3 separate regions of the Mus musculus genome follow, and all the other regions are linked to region 1. A link is a contact called in public HiChIP or PLAC-seq and promoter capture Hi-C data. All regions are on one chromosome and are shown on one strand. Each heading gives the region's core, a stretch centred on a gene start, on an enhancer-like site or on the middle of the called end of the contact. The rest is flanking DNA. Distances are from core to core; before and after follow the strand shown. Region 1 holds the start of Cpped1 (calcineurin-like phosphoesterase domain containing 1). Region 2 holds the start of Ercc4 (excision repair cross-complementing rodent repair deficiency, complementation group 4). Region 3 has its middle 63 kb from the start of Ercc4.

Evidence for each region. Promoter capture Hi-C pulls out the DNA fragments that hold promoters and counts their contacts. HiChIP or PLAC-seq counts read pairs in DNA pulled down with a chosen protein or histone mark.
Region 2: a contact with region 1 is called in a promoter capture Hi-C map of hippocampal neurons, with 11 times the contacts expected there. The contact joins the promoter of Ercc4 here to the promoter of Cpped1 in region 1. A contact is called at or near these places in 10 of 39 promoter capture datasets (the 3T3-L1 cell line, 3T3-L1-derived adipocytes, the C10 cell line and 6 more), 5 of 484 Hi-C or Micro-C datasets (CD8 T cells, adipose-derived mesenchymal stem cells, cerebral cortex and 2 more), 8 of 115 datasets of contacts at active chromatin or transcription factors (acute myeloid leukemia, astrocytes, differentiating embryonic stem cells and 5 more) and 2 of 9 other capture datasets (adipose tissue and liver).
Region 3: a contact with region 1 is called in a FOXA1 HiChIP or PLAC-seq map of pancreatic cancer cells. The contact joins the enhancer-like site here to the promoter of Cpped1 in region 1. A contact is called at or near these places in 11 of 39 promoter capture datasets (the 3T3-L1 cell line, the HPC-7 cell line, HPC-7-derived erythroid cells and 5 more) and 7 of 115 datasets of contacts at active chromatin or transcription factors (astrocytes, cardiomyocytes, embryonic forebrain and 4 more).

What each region holds. Positions count from the first base shown.
Region 1 is chr16:11,907,830-11,911,213 of GRCm38.p6, reverse strand. Cpped1 (calcineurin-like phosphoesterase domain containing 1) reads left to right here and starts at 1,791. Exons shown (of 4, transcript NM_146067.3): 1 at 1,791-1,948. The coding sequence starts at 1,879. The region is part of intron 2 of Gm9961 (predicted gene 9961); the gene reads right to left.
Region 2 is chr16:13,108,095-13,111,478 of GRCm38.p6, reverse strand. It overlaps Ercc4 (excision repair cross-complementing rodent repair deficiency, complementation group 4), which reads right to left and starts at 1,743. Exons shown (of 11, transcript NM_015769.2): 1 at 1,338-1,743. The coding sequence starts at 1,544.
Region 3 is chr16:13,045,202-13,048,585 of GRCm38.p6, reverse strand. No RefSeq gene overlaps it. Among named protein-coding and RNA genes, the nearest start is that of Ercc4, 63 kb to the left of the region's middle. Within about 2 kb of position 1,610, at least 13 of the 459 cell types and tissues checked have an H3K27ac peak or open chromatin away from gene starts, as enhancers often do. A contact at or near this core is called in pancreatic cancer cells, where this site is marked.

The DNA of each region.
Region 1 (3,384 bases), core at 542-3,041:
TACTTTGTTCACGACTATGGCAGAAACGGATCAGAGAAAGGTTTTTATGTTGCAGATGCTTGCACAGGAACTTAGCCAAACATCACAAAGATGTATGGCACAGGAGCTTCTCACCTCAAGAAGGGCAAGCGGCACACTGTCACAGGAAGTGTTTAGGAACAAGATTATCTCCAAGACACGCCTTCCAAAGACCTTTATTCTTTAACCTGGAATCACCTTCTAAAGTTCTCTGAACCTCCCAAACCACTGCCATTTGTTAAGTTTTAAACCCAGGACATGGGTGAGGTGCCAGTTTAGCACATCAAAGTGGACCTGGCCTCCAGGTTCTTCCAGCAGCCTCAGTTCCTACCTGATATAGGGTATGGCTGGCATATCCCACCCTTTACCCTGAACACTCCAGCCCAGAGGCTGGGCTGCCCTTCCCCCCCCCCCCAGGGGCTCTTCCCTATATAGTCCAGACATTTTGTTACCCAGCCTTTTTGTACCTTTGGCCTCCTGGCTGCTGCACCTGGTTCTTTTCTTCCCTCCTTCTCCTTACCCCTTCCCCTTGCCCAGTATTAGATTTTCACAGATGTCTCAGCTTTTGGCTACACTCTCCCACAGATAAGCTTTCTCCTCCACCACACCTAGGGGGAATTCATATCCTTTCCCTTCCTTTTTATTTCTTTTTCTTTCGTTCACAACTAGCTGGGGACAACTTCCAACATGAGCCTACGGGAGACATCTTATGTGCAAATTACAACATCATCTAACTTTCTCACCAACCCAATAACCCTAGGTATTGTTATTGTTCTCATTTGACAGGTAGGAAAACTGAGGTGCAGAGCAACTAATTTTTAAGATCATACCTAAAGTAAGTGGTAGTATTAGGATAAACCCAAGTAGCTGAGACACAAGCTCATTTGTATTTCTGTCCTAAATTGCTAGGACTTATATCTGACTCTAGTTCAAGGTCATGGGACATCATCCTAGCTCTGTTAACCATACGAACATTTCAGGCTTACACTTGTTGAGAAGAAAATTTAGCAACTTGGCAGATCCTAGGAATTCCCCTGTAGTGCTTAATAAATGTATCCTCTTTTTGGAGATCTGAATTTAACATTTTCCACCTCGAAATCTGGATTGCTACCAAGTGTGAGGGTTGTAGTCCAGTGTAACGGCTTTTGAGTTGGATAGATTTTGTCTTGCTCACCTGCAGCTCTTAGCTTTCAGGAGTTGTGTCTCTCTCTGAGTGTCAGTTTCCCCATCTGACAAGTGCAGTCAATGAGGTAACAAGCAAAACACAAAGTACTTCGGGCAATGCCTGTTACCCAGCAACAACAGTGACAGAATGACAGTGGCAATGTCCAGGCAGTCAAGATGCCTTAAAGACTCTTGAGATTATGGTGGGCAGTTTGGAAGGGTTGCAACATAAAACTTAGGACATCAAATTGAAATGGAATTTCAGATAAACAATATTTTAAAAATAACTGCTTAAGTATCTCCCAAATACTGCATGAGATATATTTAAGCTAAACGTGGGTTTTGTTGGGTTTTTTTGTTTGTTTGTTTTTGTTTTGTTTTTTCCTATTCTTGTTAACCTGAAATCCCAAATTATGAAGCGGCCCGATGCGTGTTACATAAGACAACTCCAGGCCTCAAAGCCTCAACCCCCAGTCTGTTCCAGTGAAAGTTGGATCCTGACCCCGGGAGGATCCCACTAGGGGTGGCAATCTCCGTGTTCTGCCCAGGCAGTACTAGCAGCACCCAGAGCGGCCCCGCCCCGCCCGGCCCTCCTGGAGGGCAGGTTCCAGAAGCTGTTCCAGGCGGGGCTGCCGGGTGGTGTGGAGTCGCTCCCTCCTCTCACAGAACGTGCCCAGGCAAGGCCAGTCGCTCGCCATGTCCGCTATGGAGGCGGCGGATGTTTTCCACAGAGCCCGGGGCAGGACCCTGGACGCGTTTTCCTCAGGTACTGCTTGGCTCTTCGCCTGGGAAGGGGGGCACTCCAGAGCTGCAGAACCTTCCGCGAGGGGAACCTTCCGGTCGCGGGCGCTCACTTCTATCCGGATCCCTTCGTGGGTTGCACACAGCACCGGGGACCGTTGTCGGAGTTGTTCCTCCCTCGCAGTGTTGGGTGCTTCGCTGGCCTTGACTTGACCTTGCAAACCACAAACTTAAAAAATAAAGCAAACAAACTAAACAGAAGCGGGGCGGAGGTGGCAGAGAAGTGAATGACTGCTTGGGCTCTGCTACGGGGCCTGTCTTCTCTCTTCCTTGGCAAGCTTCTGCGGGGCAGCTGACAAGCGCTGTGTGTGTCAGGGGCTGTCAATTGTAGTGAGAGTGTTTTTATATCCAGTTGCTTACTGTAACCGTAGAAAGGGAAGGCATTCTGGTCCAGGTAGCGTTCTTGGAAGTTGGGCTTAGATAATCTGACCCAGTCTTGCCTCAAAGGGAGCGTTGTTAACACATCAGACTATTTCTGTAACCTTGGGTGTGGAACACATGCTGGGTGTTAAGCAAATGATAGGCCCCAGCAACTCAGAGGATACCGGATTGGTTCCTGTTTCCCTGTGTTTCCTTTGGATCTTTGGGGTTGATTCTTCTCTGGCACTTGGCTTAGAATCACAGGAACGCTCGCCTTGTTATCCAGCCTCTAATTTGCCTGAACTGCTCTGAAAAAAGAATCAGGCCCGTTCCAAACCCGGAGGGCCTTGGCACCTGCTCTCCTCTGCTCACCTGGTGGGACTTGGAAGTCTGGCACCTTCTCAGCCTTCACATCCTATTTTCAGGTTCATTTCCTCAGACTTACCTCTGCCTAGCTAGCCAAAGAAGATCAATCCTACAGTTCTCTGCTAGGCCTTTGTTTCTTTTCCCCTCCTTGCAGTTCAAGGTTCTGCACAGGTGCGCACAGCCAAAAATCCACTGATGGTGGACTGGGGAAAGTCCAGTCTGCAGTGTTGCCATTTTCTACAGATTTTAATGTGTCTTAGGTTTTTGTTTGTTTGTTTTCCCAGCCTACATGTTTTTGAGATGCCTCCTATTCTAAGTAGTTCTCCTTCCTTCCTTCCTTCTGAACAGTATCCCATTGATTGCGCATTCGTGCTGTATGTTTTGTTAATGGATGTGCTGAGTTTTACCAACTTGGTGTCTTTCTTGTCTTTGCTTCTCCAGATTTCTCTTTGCCACAGTGCTCTAGGAGCGACTGCTTGCAGGAATGAACTCTTTGTCCTGATCCTTAGATTGGCAGGAGAGCTGGGCAAGAAGACACTCAGCCAACCAGAAGCTCCCACGGGAGATTAGGGGGAGGAGAAACAAACACCTGAATGTGTATTCCTGCACTTGATGCCCTTCCAGGGTTCCCCTTTGTAGACTGTATTCCTCCCTAGAAGGCCCTGTTTCTCCCAA
Region 2 (3,384 bases), core at 494-2,993, 1.2 Mb before region 1:
CAACACCAAGCCACAGAACCTTTTAAAACTTTGGGTTAAAAGTTTTCTACTCTTCCGAAGATCCTGAGTTCAAATCCCAGCAACCACATGGTGGCTCACAACCATCCATAATGAGATCTGACTCCCTCTTCTGGAATGTCTGAAGACAGCTACAATGTACTTACATATAATAAATAAATAAATTATTAAAAAAAATCTTTAAAAAAAGTTTTCTACTACCTAGAAACTACTTCCAGCCAAAGTCGGGTTTTGAGACAAGGGATTCCTCTCTGCAGACAACACTTTAGACTGTTAGATCAGTATTGATACTTCCTAGAGAGATGCCAGAATGTCCATAGGTCCAATGGCCCATTAGTCTCTCAGTCTAATGCCACTTTTCTGGGCATCTTACATTGCACAAAGTACCATGCCAAGCACTGTAGATTCCTGGGGAATCCAACAGGGCCTCAGCCTTTAAAGGAGTTGTTAGTGACTCTTCTCAGCTGACATTTTCTTCCTGGCCACTACACCTAGGGGATCATCAGATTCATCATGCTAGGCTATGTCCACATCTCTCAACATCCGCAGCAAGGCATGTCTCATTCCACTGTCCTCAGGATCACCTGTTCTCTGTAACCCAGATTGATCGCTCCCTTAGCTTTAACTTCTGCACCCCCACCCCCATTTCCCTAATCCCTCTTCTTTTGTTAAGTCTCAAGGTCTCCTTTTCTACTAGAAAGTAATAACTCTCAGAGACCCTATCATCCTCGTCATTGTCCTTTTAGGGACCACACTCTGTCCTCCAAACACCCTTATATCCAACTTCAAACTCAAACACTATTCCTACCCAGATTCTGATACCGTCTCTCCTTTGCAGTGCAATTCAATCCACTACTCTACCTCAATGTGTAGCCTACTCGCCCCTCTCCTTTTCAGTGTTAAGGAGTGTGTGGGACCCGTATTCTCAGTGTCCTCAAACTGTGTCTGGGCCCTGTATTCAATGCTCTCCCATGTCAATAGAGGAACCCAAGACTTTCTTGGGATGCATTCTATACTTGGCAGTCATCCCGCAGTGTCAGAGTCCAGGATCTCCTTCCAGGACCCTCACTCAATGCCCTCCCTTGTCGTGGCAGCCACTTCAATTTCCCTGGGGTTCCCTTCCCTCCTTCGCAGCGACTTGGAACTGTGTAGGTGCCCCGCATCTCCCCCCTGGGATCTTAATTCATTCCCTTTCGTGCCCTGTTTAAGATCTGCATGGGCTCGGAGTCCCTGCAACCGTACAGCTCCGCGTTCCTACCGCGCCGATCTCGCATCGGATGTCCCCCAAACCCTTGGGTCTACCCATCCCGCAGTCGCACCTCCTCGGCCGGCTGCGTGTTGAGCACCAGCACCAGGCAGGCCGGGTGGCAGTGAAGCCGCAGGAAATGGTAGAGGAGCCGGTCGGTGCCGAGTCCGCGGGCACACACCACCAGCCCGTCGCTGTCGAGCAGTTCCAGCACCTGCTGCCTCTCGTACTCCAACAGCGGCGCCATACTCCGCCGTTCGCCCGACAGGCCTGGCTCCATGGGCGCCCTTCCGGGACCGCGGCCGCACGCTGACGGAAAGAGCCGAGTCCAGCCGAACGCTGGCCGAACGCAGGGAGAGACGCCAGGGCCGAAGGAGCGCAGAACAGATGTAACTGCAATGGCCGACTGAGAGAGGCCGGATGTAGCCGAAGGGAGCCGAGTTCAAGAGAGCCAACCGATTGTAGCCGAAAAGGAATCGAGGCGGGGACAAGTGTGGCCGGAATGTGCCCGAGCCCAGGGCAGGTCTACCCGAACTCAGCCGAGAGGCGCAGAAAGCGTTAGCGCGCGTGCGCGCGCGTGTGTTTAGGTTCCCCATCCTTTGGCTCTCTAGACCTAGGCATAAACTAACAAAATGCAAACAGAGAAGTCTAATCCGCGTAATCCTCCAATACCGACAGTTCAGAATGTTGCTGTCAGTATTCCAAGTGCATCCAGAATCGACATCGTTTTCCTAGTGTGAGGGTTTTGTCTCTACTTTTGCAAGTATTCCTCCCCCTCCCCGCCTTGAAAATTTTTAATAAGCACAATACCTTATGAGTTTCAGTCTCTTGTTTGCAAAGGTCTTGAACTCAGTAAGTTATTTTACAAAGCCTCCATCAGGTGCCAGTTGCAGCCGCGTTCCTTCCACTAGAGGGACATCTTGGGTCGTGTTTGTAACTACCTAAAAAAACCTCCAGGTAAGCAATCTAGGAGGCATTCTCTCTCAGAATTCTCCATTCCCCTTTATTTTCAGCCCATACGAAATACAAATGAAGGCAAAATAGGATTGTTCCATTACTCAGGAATAACCATGGTTAACAACATACTTTTGCGTGCCCCCTACCCTCTGCCGCTGCTCAGTTTGTGCGGCTGCTTGCCTGCTTAATTATATGAAATAATAAACAACCAAGATTCGAAACCAGATTTTTGGTTTCTCCAGGTGGGACAGGCTATCTCACTTGTTGAAGTAAATTCAAGGCCAGCCTGAGCTAGAGATGGAGACCTCCAGCACAAATATAAAGGGTGTTAGGATGTAACTTAGTGGTAGATCCTGAGTTCCGTCACAAATTTTCCCTAAATCTCTGTCCTTTATGTGGCTGGGTTTTCTGTAATGTGGAGGCATATACTTGTCTAGTTACTGGAGAACGTTTAGTTGGCTCCCACTCCTCCCACCAGCACGCAACATAGCATTTCACTAGCTTAGTTCATACAGAAGTTCACTCAAACCCTCAAGGTACGTTTCTCGAATGGACGATTAGTGGGAGAAAAAGGACACATTTATTTGAGTTTGCTCGACCTTCATTACATTGCCTTCCCGTTTACCAATCTCCCTTCACATCAGCCGCTGCAAGTGGATTTGTTTTCTCTCTCTCCTCTGCTTCTTCCAGCGTTTTCCTTCTGTCTAGTCACAGTTAAAAGAGCATCTAATAATTTCTGCATCTTCCTGAAGTGGACAGAGATGCCTGCAGACGCTTTCCGCGCAGCATGTCTGGGAGCCAGGAGATAATGCCTGCAGTTCAACAAGCCGGTTATATAATCAGGCAAGGCCACAGAGCTGGATGGTATGTTTCTTAGCGTTGGTTCAGGGTACAGTAAGTAGTTACTCAGCACACATTCAGAGGTGGGTGTGTGGGTGTGTGGGTGATTCCTCCCAGGTTGTGGCAGGCAGAATAATGCAACCCAAAGATTGAATTCCCAGAACCTATTATTTTTCATGGCAAAGGAGACTTCACAGATGTCATTGAGCTAAACTCTTGAGATGGAGAAATGATATTGACTTATCCAGGTATGCCCAATATAATCATAAAGATGTGCTTAGGGGCAAAGGAGAGGCAGGGGACTTAGCTTCAAAGGGGACTGT
Region 3 (3,384 bases), core at 361-2,860, 1.1 Mb before region 1:
TATACAACTGCACGAGTGGGAGTGGGGGACAGAGAGCCTACTCAGATATACGAAGTCTGCACACATCTAAAACATCCAACTCTGACAGGATTATTCTTAAAAAATCCTTTTTCTGTATGTTCTCTCACCAATAACCCATAGCAACACAAGCAATATAGACACCTTCCCAGTCACTGTTGAGGCCAAGTCCCAAACCTGCTAATAATCTTCTCTGACTTGGGGAGATGGGAAGATACACACACAGGCTCTGGGGATGTAGGGTTGAGAGGAGTCAGACCCACCCCCAGCTTCATCCAAAGCAGCATCTATAATGTCCTGGTGAGAATTTTAACCTCAAACAAAAACACATATTAGAATTCCCCTTAGTTTCCTTTGGTCAGTAGTACCTGTAGTCACAGGAACAGAACAGGAAAGCATGAATGAGGCTGAGTGGTGCCAATAGGAAAATGTCAAGCTTCCAGAATCAACCAGGGACAGCCCTTACTGCCTTGAAAGGAGGAAAAACCTAGGGTCCAGCATATGACATCCACAAATGGCCTTGGGCCAAAGTTTCTGCCCCCTTCTACCCTCTCCTCCTTCCCCTCTTCCTTCTCTCTCCCCTTCCCCCTCCCCCTCCCCATTCTCTCTCTTCTCCTCTCCTCTTCCCCTTGCCCTTTTCTCTCCTTTTCTCTTCCCTCCTCTCTCTCCTCCTTCCCCTTCTTCTCCCTCTTTTCTCTCTCCTCCTCCTCTTCCCCTCCCCCTTCTCTCACCCCTCCTCTCCCTTTCCTTCCCCTTCTCTCTCCTCATCTCCCCTTCCCCTCCCCTTCCCTTTCCTCCCCATTCTCTTCCCTTCTCTCCCCTTTTTCTCTCCCCTCCTCCCCTTCCCTTCCCCCTTTCTCTCCCTTCCCTCTCTTCCCCTCCCTTTTCTCTCTCCCCTCCTCTCCCATTCTCCTCCCTTTCTCTCTCCTCTCTTCTCCCATTTCCTCCCCTCCTCCCCTTTCCCTCTCCCTTCTCTCTTCCTTTTTCCCCCTTCCCCTTCTCTCTCCCCTGCCCCTCTCTCCCGTTCCCCTTTCCCTCCCTCTTCTCTCTCCATTCCTTCCCTTCCCCTCCCCCTTTCTTTCTCCTCTTTCCCTCCACCTCTCACTCACCCTCTTCTCCTTCCCTTTTCTTTATTTTTAGTTGTTTATGTTTTTGAGATAAGGTAGGTAGATTCGAGGATTAGTTCAAACTTCTGATCATTTTGCTTCCATCTCCCTAGTGCTGGAATGGTGCTGGGGTTGGAACTCAGGGCTTTGTGTATGCTGGGCGAACACTCTACCAACTGTACTAGAGCTACAGCCTTACACTTTATTTTTTATAAGCTGAAAATTACAGTAGCTTCAAAGTCCTCTTGTCTCTTCCCAGTCTTTCCTACATGACCCTGGAGACACTCTTTACATGACGCTGGGGAGAGCAGTCCAAGCCTCTGCCTGTGCAGTCCCAGATATAAATAATCTTTGAATAATATTCTTGGGTTCCTCTTGAAAGACCTCAGAAGTTCTACTGTTAGCTTTCTCATTAAGGATGCCTTTGGCTGCACGTAGCAAATAGTGGATTAAACATTACAGCTTGTTACAGGTGACCAGAAGTCCGGAGGTCAGCAGGCTAAAGGGGCACTCAGTTCTGCTGTAGCATGAGTCGTAAGTTGACAATGGCCACTCCTTGTTACGCTGACTGAAAAGACTGGCAGCAAACTTGTTTGGGCCAGCATTTTGCTTCTGTGTTTGCACCAGCAATGTGCTTCTCTGATGCTTGCTTTGCACAGAGGTTGACATGCTTTCTTTGTGGCCTGTGTGAGAAATTTACCTTCTTTGACCTCATCTTGGTTGAAGCCCTAGCTGGAGGCTCTGCATACACCGAAACTCAGCCCAGGCATCCTGAGGACAGATGTGTGTGGACTGCCTGCAGTCCCTGCCTGCCATTAGCAGCTGTGTGCTGGTTCCTCACCAGGCCTTTTCTTATTTACAGTGAGACCAAGAGTAGTCACAACCTTTTAGAGAGGGTAGAGTAGAGGGAGTGTTGACTTACTACATGACGATCACTTGGAGTAATGGCTTGCTGCTGTAACATTCCACACTGGCTGTTAGTAGGGATGCCCTCAGGGCCTGGCTTGTGACAGTTGCTGGGGAGTCCTTGTGCTCCTCAGCTGCATGGAGCTGAGTTTCTGGCAGGAAGGGTCATAAGAGTCAGAAAATAATATTTTGCTTAGAAAATTTCCATTTAAGAAAGATGGAAATGCCAAGGTCAAATCCTGAGTCTAACCCTTTGCTCAGAAAGGCTTCTCTCTTCCTGAAGTTTGCTTAAAACTGCTTGCTGAGTACCTACTCACACACAGGCAGCTTCTATCATCCCTGATGTGTGTGTGTGTGTGTGTGTGTGTGTGTGTGTGTGTGTGTGTGTGCGTGCCCGTGAGAGTCAGTAGGTAACCGCAGGGGCTTGTTGTTCTCTCATTCTTCAGTGTGGTTGCTGGGGATTGAACTCAGATTGTTAGATTTGGCAAGTACTTTTATCCACTGAGCCATCTTGATGGCACGTAGGAATCAGAGTTAATGATCCAGAAATACATTAGTGTCTACTCTGAGTATACAATTTTTTCTTTAAGGTTGCACAGGAAAAACAGATTTGTCAAAACAAAACAAAAACCAAAAGCAACAGCAGAAAACAAGACCTGGTGTCTGTTATGACCCTTGTATCTGTCATACACTCCTATAGTGGACACCCCAAGGTTGTCACTGCCGCTGCTCAGAGGGGACAGAAGCCCAAGCTCTTTTTCTCTCTGCAGCGGTGCTTTGGCTGTCACCTCTCAGTGATGAATATGTCCCTGTGGGCATTGAACTTATTCAGCAAGTCTACCTAGGCAAGATTACAAATGAGGAACAAAGGCAAGATGTACAAAACACTTGGGTAGAAGAAAACCTGCCTTTAGACTGATATCGGTGGCTTTGCCAGCTAGGCTCCAAAAGGACAGCAAATCCAGACACACTCAATTCCAAAATCTACATATACCACAAAACGAGGCCAGGGGCCATCAGGAAAGGGACAATGGAAGGTACTCCCAGAATCACGATTACAGACCATAAGATGCAAAGTTGACTCGACCCTAGCTAGGTGACGCCCTGGATTCATCCTATCTGTCCCCAGACAAAGAAAGCTGGAGGGAGGAGGGGCAGCTGAATAGATGATACTGTGCAAAAGACCTCCCCGAATACCTAAAACAAGCCTAGCCAGCTAAGAGCCTTGACATTCAAGAAGCGGCAGAGGATAAGAACTGCAAACAGCTGCTACGTATGTGGCTGTTGACAGTAAATCTTGGTAGGAACCAGTAAAAACTTGCCACAGCAGAGTGGGAGAGCAGCTGCAGTTCTC